Linked DNA regions of Mus musculus: region 1 is linked to region 2. The links are chromatin contacts, called in public promoter capture Hi-C maps. All regions are on one chromosome and are shown on one strand. The core of a region is the stretch at or near the end of the contact, and the rest is flanking DNA. Distances in the headings are between cores, read along the strand shown. Region 1 overlaps Rapgef4 (Rap guanine nucleotide exchange factor (GEF) 4). Region 2 overlaps Rapgef4 (Rap guanine nucleotide exchange factor (GEF) 4).

Region 1 (3,925 bases), core at 529-3,028, 150 kb after region 2:
TTTCATTTTTGATTGTATCGTTGTTGTTTTTTTTCATTTTATCTCATGTGCTGTCATAGTAGAAAGCTTGCTTTGAATTAAGTTTATTAATACATATAAAATAGTAAAGAATGTGAGCTGTTCTGGTAGCCCGAGGGTATCAGGAGGCAATCCGTACCAGGTCAAAAGTTCCAAAGTGCATACGGCGAAAGTGTGTCTCTCTCTACTTGCCCTCGGCCACATCAGCTCTTTCCAGAAGCACTCTTGTTGCCCTCCTCTTACATTCAGAGATGCTCTTCATGGTTGCAGATCCTTATATTTATACACAGACATCTGCTCTTGTACTACTACAAAACAGTGTCATACTATACACATCACACGGTAGACTATCCTGTGTTTGTGTGTGTAACGTATGCCTGTGTGCATATGTACATGCAAGTGTGCCTAATGTTGAAATTAAACTCTATCATATGTATGTGTGGCTGGGTGACACCAGTACAGAGAGAGCTTGGTGATGCCCATGGTTGAAGGCATCCACTGGTGGCCTTGGGATGGGAGCCCCATAGAGAATGGGGAGCTAATACAGTAAGCACAAGTCTTTGTGCTCTATGTCTCAGTAACTAAACAGTTGGCTAGCGGTGAAAGCAAGGGTCCTTGTCTCCTGTTCTCTGTAGTGTTCCCAGCTGCCTGGAACATTGACACTCAGTGATGAAAAGTCCAAACACACATCTGACATTCAGCTGACCTGGTCTTCCCTAGAGACTGTCTTGGTTCCTGTTCTCAAAGTCGCAGCCCCAGGGATTCACACTGGGGGAGCCACGGACCAGGTGCTCTGGGCTTGGAGAAAGGTCAGCCATGCTTCCTAAGTCCATGAAGTGTTGAGACAAAAGAGCACCGTCAGTCCCAAGAGAAGATTTCTAAGCAAAATAAACTGGCCCCTTATTAAGTAACAGGCATTCTTTCTTTTAGAAGCCTGCCAGGGGATCGTAAAAAGCACAAGAAAAAGAATGCAAAGGGTTAGAGGCAGGGGGATTTCTGAGTTCGAGGCCAGCCTGATCTACAAAGTGAGTTCGAGGACAGCCAGGGCTATCCAGAGAAACCCTGTCTGGAAAAAACAAAAAAAAAAAAAAAATGCAAAGGGTTAAGGAGGGTTGCAAAGCTTTCTGGGAAAGTAACAGCTCTCTTATGCCCTCTTTGAAACTGTGTAGAGCACAGGTTAGCTGAATGCCCAGAGTAGCATGCCAGGAAGAAGAAGGTAGATGATACTATAAGACAGAAGAGATTCAGAACTGGGAAGGTGTCAAGGGAATGACAATAATACTGAGTGATGTTTGGTGCTGTAAGCATGTCTGAGTGATGAGCTCAGAGACTGAGGAAATCTGCCATCTTAATGTTAGCATGCACACAAGCTGATTTAGTGCTTCCTAACTAAGAGGGAAAAAAAGGGGGGTGGGAGGAGCTAGTCATATCTTGGTTAGAAGGCTCTTTAGAGAAAGTACCATGACAACACTGTTAAAATGGACCAGATGGTTACTGGGTACCACGTGTCACCAGCTGCCCATTGCTACAGATGAAGTCTTTCTGCTGGTGTTTGTATGACACACATGAATCGGGAGCTGGCTCTTTTGATGCTGTTTAACATTTACGTGCATGTATGTGTGTCACTGTGATTACAAACCATAAATATACATGATACCACACAATCAGTAAAATTACCCACGTTTCATTGTGCAAGGGAGGAAGCTGCATTTATTGCCTGAGAGCGTTCACCTTTCATTCATTGTAAATGCCCCTCCTTTCTAGCCTGATGCTCAAAACCTTATCCCTCCCACACAACACAGACACTAATCACATACATCCCGGAGCCCCAAGTTTCAGAGCATGCCTGGACCAAAAGCCAGGGGAAGACAATCCAGGAGCGTCTAAATTAAGCCAGATGGTTTTTATTTGACAATGTAACAAAAGTGCTCTGGAGGGGTCACATAGCAGGCAGGTGTGCCCTATGAAAGGAAGGAGGCAAACAGCAGCCAGTCGGGCTTCTTTCATAGAGACAGGTTCCAGGAGCCGCTGAGCATTTCTTTTGGCTTTGAAAGAGGCTGATTCGGAGGCATTCACCTCAGAGGAGGTAGGCAGCAAGGTTACTGTGATCTGAGCCTGTAAACACTCAGCACTGCTTCTCAGGTGCCTGAGTGTACAGGGTGTGGAGAGGTAGGAACCCCTTCACTCCATCTCTACAAATGCATACCATGTAAATGAAGCAGCTGAGTGGAGCCCTGCCCTGGGCAGAGGAAACACACAGTCTCACCTAGGAAGCCCCTCCCTGAACCCCACATCTTTAGTTTAAACCCAGAGCCCCAGAGAGCATACTTCCTGGCTCTATAAATAAGAGCCTCAGATACCCAGGGTCTCTGTTCTTTCACATGTAAATAAAGGAACAAAGCTGACTTCTCAATCTTGTCTGATTTTATCTTGCAGAAATACCGACAGTATATGGCCGGACTTCTGGCTCCTCCCTATGGTGTTATGGAAACGGGCTCTAACAATGACAGTAAGTGAAATGTGAATGTTTTGTGTCTGAAGATTTGTTGTGTGCTATGTGTTTTCATGTAACAACAACAACAAAATGTTGTACACCAGCATGACAAAGGAGGCACCCTGACTCTGGTGTAAGAGTCCAGCAGCTCACACTGGAGCTAATACACACGTGGTCTGAGCTGTGGGGTATTCACTAGTAGCAAGTGCCGGCTCTGGTGCAGGCTGGGAATTCCACATACTGGACATCCACATGCTTGGAGCATTTCTGTGTCCTTTTCAAAATAGGTTCCTGAGCTGTGTTTGACTCGGCACATGTGGAGTCTGGAACCCAGGAACCCACCTCCAGTTCAGTTTAGCTCCATTGGCCTTAGAGAGAAGCTTAAGTCATTTGCTCTTGTTAAATGACCCCTACCAGTCTGAGGCTTTTGTTAGGTGCTAGGTGCTCTACCACACAGGAAGGTGATGGCCAGCTTAACTTTGGTACTCATGACACAAATGTAAGTGTAGCTAAGTGGTGTGTGGTAGACACCTTCGATGTAAGCCAGCAGAAAACCGAGCTCCTATGAGAGACCCACATCTGGCTGAGGTTTAAAAATAGTGGTAGGGTGAGTCGTGTGGTACTTTCTAAAAGGTTGATTTTATTTTGATGTATGTGTCTGTGCACATGCATGCAGGTTCCCTTAGTGGCCACAGAGGGCATCAGATTCCTTGAAGCAGTTGTGAGACATCTGACATGGGTGCTAGGAACTGTTCCAGTCCTCTGGCAAAACAGTACATGATCTTAACTATTGAGCCACCTCTTCAGTCCTCTTTCCTCCATCCCACCATCCCTCTTCCAGGTGCCTGTGAGTGTGCGTGGAGTATTTGAACTTGTGGCACTTGGATGGGCAGCTATGGGCGTGGCAGTGAGCGTCATCCCCTCTCCCTTTCTCCTCCAAGGTCACTATCATTCCTGACTTGTTAGTTTCTGCAGGGCTACCTCCTTGCTTGTCTTGAATCTTCAAGATTTCTCACTTCTACCCTACAGTTTTGATGCCACTGCCTTTCTCTATAGCCCCTCCCACCTCCCCACATCTGCCTCCCCAAAAAGGGAGTTGGAAAGAGGGAGGCCAGTCCTCCCTCCCTCCCTCCCTCCCTCCCTCCCTCCCTCCCTTCCTTCCTTCCTTCCTTCCTTCCTTCCTTCCTTCCTTCCTTCCTTCCTTCCTTCTTCCCTCTCTCCCTCCCTTCCTCCCTTCCTTCCTTCCTTCTTCCCTCCTCCCCTCCCTCCCTCCCTCCCTTTCTTCCTTCCTTCCTTCCTTTTTTCTCTCCTTCTCCTCAGTTCCCTTTCTTCTCCCTCTTGGCTAAGCTAGGAATAACCAGTTCTCTTAGGAATGCCCGAGTTTAAAAAAAAAATCAACCATGCTGTCTCCTA
Region 2 (4,491 bases), core at 1,376-3,875:
CAGGGCTCAGAGCTAGCCTCGCATGCCCTCTAGGGATCTTTTGATTTGTCAGCACACTGAGAATTCCTTCATGTTTCAGGGAAGGTCGCACTGGCACCAGACTTTTGAGACCTTAGAGACTAGCCAGATCATTAATTTGATGTTAAATCTGTACCACGGGACAAGGGGACACGCTCCTCCATTGGCTAATACAGTTGCGCCAGAGGCCAGCTGAGTGAGGAATCCAGTTAAGCAGAAGCACGTCTCTCGAATTTCCAATGAGAAGCTAGGCTGCCAGGAGGGCAGGAGGCTCACATCTCCAGCCTGCAGGGTGTATTCTTTCCCCAGAGCCTCAGAGCTGGGAATCGAATCCTAATCACAAGGTAATTCTGGGGGATACTTGAGGACAGCTTTGCTGTCCCGACTTCTAGTTAGATGACTACCACAAGAGCTCCCACGGCGCACTTTGTCCACTGTAATAAGACAAGTCAGACGCCGTGGTGGTAGCTGCCTGCTTGCTTCTCATTTCCCATCCCTTGACATTAGTCACTGCATGTAGTCATCCCTTTATCTCCAGCACCCGCTCAGTGCCCTCAGTGTAGAAGGTGCTCACAGGGCCAGGGTGACGTGGCCACATACACTATCTCTTCTAGGACCAGGTGGCCTCTGCCACTCTCTGACAAGGGTGCAGGTGATGGGTGAGCCATGTTTACATCTGCTCCCACTGTTCCTTCTGGTTCCTGGCTGATGCGAATTCTGGCTTTGGAGTGGGGGTGGGGAGATATTTCATGACTATTTTAACCAACCGTTTTAAAAATTCTATTTTTATTGTGGAAAATTTCTAAATACACAGAGTAGTAATATTTTCTCACTCTACCCCTCCCCCTACCAAGAATCATTAGCTCATTGATAGCCCTATCTTACTTTTATGTCCATTCATTCTCCTCTGGTCCTATCTATCTATCTATCTATCTATCTATCTATCTATCTATCTATCTATCTATCTATCTATCTATCTGCCTGTCTATCATCACTTAGTTATTTACTTATTTAGTTGTGTGTGTATGGCATGTGTGCACGTAGGTGTGCAGATGCTGCAGTGGGTGGGTGTTGAGCACAGGAACATTCAGGAATTTTTTCTCACCTTTCATTGTGTGTGAGCAAGTCACCCTTTCCTCTGTCACACAGTGTACAACATGCTAGCTGACCCCACATCTTCTGGGCCATTCTTCTGTCCCTGGCTCCCATCTTGCTACAAGGGTTCTGGGATTACAGATGCAGGCTACCTAGTCCTGCTTTTTTATGTGGGTGCTGGATGCAAGATCATCAGGGTTGTGTGCAGCATTTGACCCATTGGAATTCCCCCCAGAGCCCTACCCCTGGGTTATTTTGAAGCCATTCCCACATGTAATATTTAATCTGCAAGCATTTCAGTATATCTCTTAGAAAGGTAAGGAGTCTTTATAAAGAAATGAATGCCATTACTATACATTAAAAAGTTTGATACTAGTTCCTAAATACATTCGAATATTCAAAAGTTCCTTGTTTATTTCAAAACTTTCCTTTTTTCCACTTTGTGTCACCATGCAAATTATTTACGTTTAGTTCAGATACGTTTTTATATGTGAATTTCTCTCCATATTTCTTGAAACTGGGGTCTTGTTTGCCTCTGATTTTAATTGTTTCCCTGTGGTGTTTTTTAGTGACATGTTCCTATGAATCTGTTTTTCTTGAAGTGGGCCTTTGGGTTTAGAATTGATCAGATTCCGACTTGATATTTTGGTGAGAGCTTCAACAGAAGAGTTGAGGTGTTCCATCCAAAGGCACATGGTATCTGCTGACCTCTTTCTGTGACGTAACACTATATCATTCCCAAGTTTAATGTCTGACATCTCTCTGTGTGCAGCTTCTCAAGGGACTGCTCACTGGGCAGACATGCTGTGTTCATGTGGAACATGTGTACAGGCACATGCTGTATTCATGTGGAACATGTATACAGGCACGTGCTGTGTTCATGGGGAACACGTATACAGGCACGTGCTGTGTTCATGGGGAACATGTATACAGGCATGGTCTGGTATCTAATCAGGCCCAGTGATTTTATTTATGGCTCTGGTTTTATTTGCAGAAGATTTTTTAGGAAGGAAAGCCTTGATGCCTGCAGAGAGGGGACATGGGAGATGGTATGCCCAAGGACCTATAAGAGCCTATAAGAGGTGCAGCTTGGCCCAGCAAACCCTTGTCTCTGCTGTCTGTCCCTTGTCCTGAGCCTGGGAGACTGAATTTTCCATAGATAAGTGGTACCTAAAAGAGCAAATGTCTTCTTTGAGTTCCCCTAGGTGGACTTTTGACCCTTCCAGTGATAGTTAGACTAACATTGCCTTTCGTCTGAACTCCCTTGGGTTTATAAGCTTTCATAACCCTTCCTTAGCGGAGGCTAACCTCCCATACCACCCCTCCGAGGCATAGCTGATTGGTTTTGCTTCTGGCAGATTTAAAGCTACATCCTCAAGAGAGGCAGGGAGGAGAGCTGCCGTTCTATGCTTTTTTTTTCTCCCAGGGAATGAAGGCTCAGGGAGGCTCTGGTGGAAGAAGCCTCCGGTGGTGGAGGAAGAAGATGGAAATAACTGGGTGGATGGCAGATAGGGAAGCAGCTGTACACCCCAAGGAAAACAGCAGACTGGCCTGGGTGACAGCAGCAGTCTCCAGCTGGCCGTGTTGACTCAGCTGCCTCTCTATGCGTCACGTGGGTCTCCTGCAGAAAAGCAAAACCTGTGTGGTCCTCTTTTTCCTCTTCATGCATGCCCTTGCTTCCATGTCTCCTCCTCCGTGAAGATTACCTGCATTTTGTGCCCCAGGCACATGTCCCAGAGCAGGTGCCTTTGTCTCTGCCTGGGGCAGTTCCCTTGTGATGCCCCACTGACATTTTGCAGGTACCCTACCTTTTCCCTCCACTGCCACAGAAGCTGGAGAGAAAAGAAAACCAGCCAATTCTCTTCCAGTCTCTTCCTCCGGTCCAGGTGTCCTGGCCACAGTGACAAAGTGAAAGAGGGCTGCTGAGAGATTCTAGGATGGCTTTTGCTTTCATGATAGACAATGGAGATATTGATACATTGGTTGTCCAGGAGGCGTGGGCCTGTGGGCAGCCATCTTGCAACTCAAAAGGCGAGACCAAGGGAAACCCAAGGCCCAGTCCTGACTTTGCTCAGCTACTGTGTATCTTAAGATTTTCTGTCTTGTGAAGAAAGTGACACTATTCCTAGAAAGGACTCCTCCTTATTAGACTTTCTGCCATTTGCTGTCAAAACTACCTGGAATCCAACAAGCTGGTGTGTGTCAAAGGTTTTGCCTTTCTCAGCCCCCAACCCCCCCAGGTTCCCACTCTTTTCTGTAATGAGTAATGGCATCACAATTCTGCATTTTCAGATCCTTGAAGCTATCTATGTCTGTATGGACATCTAAACAGTCTCCAATTCCTTCCTTTGCCATTGTATTCTCCTGTTTTCTTTTCAGGGCCTTACCCTCGGGTGCCTCATCATTTCCAGCCTCCAAGTTGGAAATGTTACATTGTCAGATCAGCTTTGTTTTAGAATTAACCAGATCTGGATTCTAATTCCATCAGCCCCATTCCCTAGCAGTGTGAGTCAAGCTATTAAGTTTCCTGAACCTCTGTTCTTGAATCTTTGAATAAAGCTACTGATACTTACAACAGACAGCTGTGCTGAGAATGGTTACCTCTAAATTGTGAAGGTGTAGCACAGGTGCCAGAAGTTGGGGGACCATACTGCATAGGTTTAGATATCCTGTTTGATTTGATTAAAGATATATATATATATATATACACATGTATGTATATATGTACATATGTATATGTGTATATGTATATTTGTGTATAAACATATATATATTTGCCAAGCTAATGAGTTCTGGTGGTTGCTGTTTAGTTGTTTTAAGAGACCACCATGTCTATAAAGAATGTAACTTTGCTTATTTGTTTACTTTCGCCTTTTGTTATTTTTCTTGCCTAACGTCACTAGCTAGACTTCTAGGACAAGGTTTAAGAAGAGAGTCGAGCCGGGCATGGTGGAGCATGCCTTTAATCCCAGCACTCAGGAGGCAGAGGCAGGTGGATTTCTGAGTTTGAGGCCAGCCTGGTCTACAGAGTGAGTTCCAGGACAGTCAGAGCTACACAGAGAAACCCTGTCTTGAAAAACCAAAAAAGAGTTGAAGGTGGACAAGCGTCTTTGAATTCTTCTTTTACAGGAAAGACTTATGTTTTGCCATGGGATTTTAAGAGTCTCTTCCCCTTCCCCACTTCCTTTCCTCTGCTTGCTTTTTTTTTTTTTTTTAAGATATTTTCTTTATATACATTTCAAATGCTATCCCGAAAGTTCCCTATACCCTCCCTCTGCCCTGCTCCCCTACCCACCCACTCCTGCTTCTTGGCCAAGGCATTCCCCTGTACTGGGGCATATAAAGTTTGCAATACCAAGGGGCCTCTCTTCCCAGTGA

Evidence for each region. Capture Hi-C pulls out chosen DNA fragments and counts their contacts.
Region 1: a promoter capture Hi-C map of pancreatic islet shows a contact between it and region 2. The contact joins two enhancer-like sites. A contact is called at or near these places in 5 of 39 promoter capture datasets (the C10 cell line, the HPC-7 cell line, hematopoietic stem and progenitor cells and 2 more) and 1 of 9 other capture datasets (pancreatic islet).

What each region holds. Positions count from the first base shown.
Region 1 is chr2:72,134,788-72,138,712 of GRCm38.p6, forward strand. It overlaps Rapgef4 (Rap guanine nucleotide exchange factor (GEF) 4), which reads left to right. Exons shown (of 31, transcript NM_001204165.1): 5 at 2,455-2,527. Among named protein-coding and RNA genes, the nearest start is that of Gm29940, 82 kb to the left of the region's middle. Within about 2 kb of position 1,779, at least 33 of the 459 cell types and tissues checked have an H3K27ac peak or open chromatin away from gene starts, as enhancers often do. A contact at or near this core is called in pancreatic islet, where this site is marked.
Region 2 is chr2:71,986,091-71,990,581 of GRCm38.p6, forward strand. The region is part of intron 1 of Rapgef4 (Rap guanine nucleotide exchange factor (GEF) 4); the gene reads left to right. Among named protein-coding and RNA genes, the nearest start is that of Rapgef4, 7.1 kb to the left of the region's middle. Within about 2 kb of position 2,626, at least 19 of the 459 cell types and tissues checked have an H3K27ac peak or open chromatin away from gene starts, as enhancers often do. A contact at or near this core is called in pancreatic islet, where this site is marked.